2 separate regions of the Gossypium hirsutum genome follow, and region 1 is linked to region 2. A link is a contact called in public Hi-C data. All regions are on one chromosome and are shown on one strand. The core of a region is the stretch at or near the end of the contact, and the rest is flanking DNA. Distances in the headings are between cores, read along the strand shown.

The links. Hi-C and Micro-C count contacts between places; a contact is called where the count stands out from the background.
Region 1: a Hi-C map of leaf shows a contact between it and region 2, with 2.9 times the contacts expected there. The contact joins the promoter of LOC107957096 here to the enhancer-like site in region 2. A contact is called at or near these places in 3 of 34 Hi-C or Micro-C datasets (all in leaf).

What each region holds. Positions count from the first base shown.
Region 1 is chrA05:85,770,223-85,772,922 of Gossypium_hirsutum_v2.1, reverse strand. It overlaps LOC107957096 (protein LOW PHOTOSYNTHETIC EFFICIENCY 1, chloroplastic), which reads left to right and starts at 1,252. Exons shown (of 1, transcript XM_016892521.2): 1 at 1,252-2,700. The coding sequence starts at 1,618.
Region 2 is chrA05:85,233,434-85,236,133 of Gossypium_hirsutum_v2.1, reverse strand. No RefSeq gene overlaps it. Among protein-coding and RNA genes, the nearest start is that of LOC107957023, 12 kb to the right of the region's middle. Within about 2 kb of position 1,268, at least 9 of the 9 cell types and tissues checked have an H3K27ac peak or open chromatin away from gene starts, as enhancers often do. A contact at or near this core is called in leaf, where this site is marked.

The DNA.
Region 1 (2,700 bases), core at 3-2,502, 540 kb before region 2:
TTTGTCAATTTGGTCCTTACCCTTTAAAAATACATGAAAATTTTAAAATTATTTTTTTCATATTTTAAATGAAAACATAAAATTTTTTAAAAAATGATGATTTTTTAAAATAAAAATTTATGAAAAACATTAAAAACTATTTAAAATTCAAAAAACAAAAAACAAAAAATATTTTAAAAATATAAACAAAAATTCCAAAATTCAATGTTATCTAACACAAACCTAATCGGACCGGCCAGCCACACTAGGAACTGATTAGTGTATCTATTCGGTGACAGGTAAAAAAATCGATTAACGCACGAACCAGTTTGGGCTAATTGAACTAACATGAAAAATCAATTGAACCGATAATTAAATTAATTTCGAATCGGTCTAACCAATTTGTTCCCAAAATGACTAATCTCAGCGGCTCAAAGCAAATAAATAATTAAAAATAAAAAATATTAAAATCGATTCAATTTCCAGTTCAATTTATTTTTTTAGCCCAGTTCGCAAATGAATCAATTTTTAAAATTTTTAAATGTTTTAGCCCTTAACATTTACAATTTTTTTTATCAATTTGGTTAATACCTTTTAAAGTATATAAATTTAAAAAAAATAATTTTTTATTATTTTAAACGAAAAACATAACATTTTTAAACAAATATAATTTTTTAAATAATAATGTCTATAAGAAAAATTAAAATTCATTAAAATTAAAAAATAGAAAACTATAAAAAAATTCAAAATTCAATGTTTATTGAATTAAGAATCAACTGGGGTAATGGTTCGGTGAGAGGTAAAAAATTGGTTGGCAAGAGAACCGATGCGAAATAAATGAATCAAGCTAAAAGATCAATTAAACTGTGAGTTTGAATAAATGTTTATAATTTTTAGTATTTTTATTTTTTAATAAATTATTTACTTTGAACTGGTTAGGATAGTCATTTTGGGAACCAATTGGTTAGACTAGTTCGAAATTGATTCAACTGAGTCTTAGCTTGGTACAACTAGTCCGTACTGATTTGCGAGTCAACTGATTTTTGATCTCTCATCGGATTGATACCCTAGCCGATTTTCAATCCAACCAATTGGTCCAGCCCAATTTAGCTAACATTGAAATTTAGAATTTTTTTATATTTTAAAATATTTTTATATTTAAAAAAATTAATTTTTTTAAAATTTTATGTTTTTATTTAAAATATGAAAAAAAAAGAATACGAATAAGCTTGTGCTTATTGGACATTAGCCCATTTATGACAAAGAAAACCCAAACATGTTTTCTTTTTCTTGCCACACAATGACGAATTTTTGTCTGATTTTTGGCTCCCTCACCTCTCCAGCTCTCCTTGCAATTGAATGGCTGTGAATAGACCACAGCAGAAGAACACAACCAACTTATATCCGCCCAAGCTATCATCTTTCAGATGCCTTAGCCTTGTTCTTTCATCGTTTTTCATTTTTATATTCTTAATTGTATGTCAATTTGTAGAAACTCCTGTCAGTTCAGGACTGAAGTCACTAAGCACTTGCAAAGACTAAGGAGCACCGATGAATCTATCATGAGATTGTAGTAAGATATTTCCTTGCTTCTTTAACTCTGGGTATTTCTTAATTTTGTAAACTTTTTTTGTAAAAATGCAAGCTTTAAGTATCTGGCCATCACATGGTGGCTCTTTGGTAGTACCCCATTTGGATTTTGAGCATGATTCTTCCTGTTTTGCATCTATTAAACCTAGAAGCAGGAAAAAATGGAGTCTTATTGACGGTAGAGGTCATAGTTTCTTATTGCTTTCAAGCTATGCAAGATTTAGTAGGAGTGAGACTTGTTGCAGGAACTTGAATTGTTGTTTGAGATTTGAATTCCTCTGTTGCTACTCCCAATTGAAAGTTGTCCTCTTCTGTGAGCCAAAGGGAGGTTCTTCTAGTGGGTTGGTTGCATCAGCTTGGGCATTGGAGCAACAAGAAACTGGGAATGAACTTGAGAGAGAAGGATCATACTCAAAGGATGATGATAATGGCAATGGGGATAGAAGTGAGGAAGTGGATATTAGTAGTGAGGGAGAAGCTGAGTTGGAGAGTGCAAGGATTGATGTTCGGGCTCTGGCACGCAGTTTACAGTTTGCTAAAACTGCAGATGACATAGGAAAGGTTCTCAAAGATATGGGTGAACTGCCTCTCCAAGTACATTCAAGCATGATTAGTGGTTTTGGAAGGGACAAATACATGGATGCTGCAATGTCCCTTGTTGAGTGGCTCAAGAGAAAGAAGAAAGAAAGTGGTGGAGGCATTGGCCCAAACCTTTTCATATACAACAGCTTATTGGGTGCAGTGAAACACTCCAAACAATTTGGTGAAATGGAGAAAATCTTGGATGATATGGCTGAGGAGGGGATCATTCCCAATATTGTTACTTATAATGTTTTGATGGCAATTTATGTGGAGCAAGGAGAAGCTACAAAGGCCCTAAATGTTCTTGAGGAAATTCAAGAGAAGGGCTTCAGTCCGTCGCCAGTGTCCTATGCTACTGCCTTATATGCTTATCGTAGAATGGAAGATGGGCATGGAGCTTTGAAGTTCTTTATTGAATTAAGAGAAAAATATGTGAAGGGAGACATTGGAAGAAATGCGGATGAAAATTGGGAATATGAGTTTGTTAAGCTTGAGAAATTCACAGTTCGTATTTGCCAACAAGTCATGCGGCGGTGGCTTGTTAAGGAC
Region 2 (2,700 bases), core at 19-2,518:
CTAATCACTCTTGTGTATTACCTCTTTACCAGGTAAAGTATGGACCTATAAATCCAAGATCCTGCAAATTATGGACCTATAAATCCAAGATCCTGCAAATTACATGAGTCAACAAAATTACCAAAAAATTTAAATCTCTTTCCACTGGAGCGATCACTTTTTTTGTCCTCATCAGAGAGAATGGCATTAAAATCACCCAAAATCAACCATGGCAAAGGGTCTTCAGGCAAAACATCCAATAAATCAGACCAGAGGGTTTTCCTCTTAACTCTGTCAGGATTACCATACACAACAAAGATAAAAAAATAATTATAAAAAATATTACCCTGAATACATAAAAGCATGAACTAGGGATGATTATGAATAATATTAATGGAAATATAGTTATTCTAACCAACCCATATGCCATCTGAAAAACCAACAGACTCAATGCGATGAGAAAAATCAAAACCCAAATTTTGAATGATAGAATTAGCTTTTTTACCACTAACTCTCGACTCCAAAAGACACACAATATCCGGTTTATGCTCTAAATTATACTCACGAAAGGCACGGAGAAACTTACTACTCACACATTGGCAATTCTAAGAAAATATTGAAAGATTAGAATTCATAAAAAATAGACAAGAAAATAGAAAAAAATAAGAAAACCTCAAAAAATCTAACAAACTAGAACATTACAAGTCAAAATCAAATTCTTTTACCATCACTAGAATCACCTGTACCTGGGTCAGCATTATGAAGGGTGGAAACAAACTAATCCAACCTGGACATAGAATCACTCAAAAGAAATTTAGATAAATTTTTAATTTTAATAGTATTCCCTTTCCCGTGAGGGATTTTATTAATTTTCCTAGTGGCCCAAACACCCCTTTCTTTACCTCTCATTATTTTCCCCGTATTCCGAGTCTTGCTAGCACCTGAGTTTTGCAAAGAGGGCCTTTCCAAAATGACACCATCGGTTCTGACACCGAAGAAGCAGGTTTGGATGTCAAAGCATAATTCACATTTATATTCACCCCCTAGTCAACCAAAATAGAATTAAGACGCGAAATATTAACAGGTGTTGAATTAAAATTAGAAAAATGAATTTTATTTAAATCATTGTCATCCGTTATCTTAAGAATAGAAACAAATGTGGGCCTAGAAGAACTCCCTAGATCGGTTGGAATAAGGCTTGCATCTGTGCAGTTTGGGCTCACCACACTAATGGCCTGGAACAAATTAGTGCTGGTAGGGTCAATTGTCCGCTTGCCAAAAGATGGATCTTCAGATCCAATATCCGAAACCCCCGCGTCAAAAGACTAGCCCACTGACCCATTAACTACTGGGTCAGTCATAGTTAAATTTAAAAACCCAACAGCCAAATTATCTCCCCCCAGCCGCATACTCTTATTCAAATTAGGGCTACCCTGAGGATTATGTCTCTGTTTTTCAACAAAATGTCTAGCCTTCACTCTCCCCTGAAAATAGGCCAACGTTCCCTCAACTCCCTTATTTTGCTCTTTTTCTGAATCCACCAAACCTTCCGTATTATCTAAAGCACCAAAACAGGAACCCCATTTACCGTTTTCCGTCATATCCGTTCTGATTAGAATATTATTCCGAAATTTTCATCGATTTTTCCTTTCGACCAACACCAAAGGACCCGTAAGCCACCATTTCTTCTCTTTTCCCCATCTCCGTCGGAGTAACATTCACCTGATCCTTCTCCGAGCCAAAAACTGATTGCATCGAAGTACATAATTTATTGGTATGGTCGTACTTTCCACAGGAGATGCAAATGGTCGGCAACGCTTCATATTCGACTCTCTGGTTTCTACCATTCACAAGGACTTGAGCAATCAAAAGCTTGTCCAAGTTAATGTAAATAGTCATCCCGGTGAACCGGCATCTAATCCTACTATCTGTATTGAGATCCAACCGTACTACTTTCCCAATAATACCTCCAATTTCTTCAATAATCTTCTTCTTGTATAAAAAACCTGAAAGACCTAGTAACCTTATCCATGCCAACACTGTGCTTGGGTAAGGTTTTGAGGGACTAAAATCTTTTGTCCAGGGCTGACCATAAATCAACCAAGGTCCCTATGACAATACTTTAGTATAATCATCAAAAGATTGAATTTTAACCAGATAATATCCATTCTCAATGCCCATGAGATGGAAAGGCTTGATAGGATTCTAAAAGCTACTAATTCAGTTATTAAGGGCCCTCTACCCAATGTTTCTTCCAAGTAATTTTAAGACAACCGTGAGTTCCATTGCTTTGAACAAGATTTTTGAATCATTTCCGATAAATCAATGGCAGGAATTCCATTGACGATAGATCTGTGGATGTCTCCTTTCATAAACTCAAGATCTACATCATCATCGGCACTAGGAGAACCCAACTCTTCTTTATCAATCGCTCCAGGATTGATCCCCAGAAGTTTGTCCTTCTAGGATATCTTTGGACTCGATCCAGATTCAACCATCATAACAGTATCTTCCTCACCATTTCCTTCTTTGAAACGAACTTTCTTTGTAGTGCGATCCGTATCCACCCTAGACCTATCACCATCATCTATAACCAGATGAGAAGAATTGTTGCCAGAGCTCAGAGAGAATTCTTCCATTTTTTTCCAATGGTATTAAAATTTAAGAAGACTATTTCTTCCCGATAATAATTTAGATTTTAGTTAAGATAATTAGAAGTTT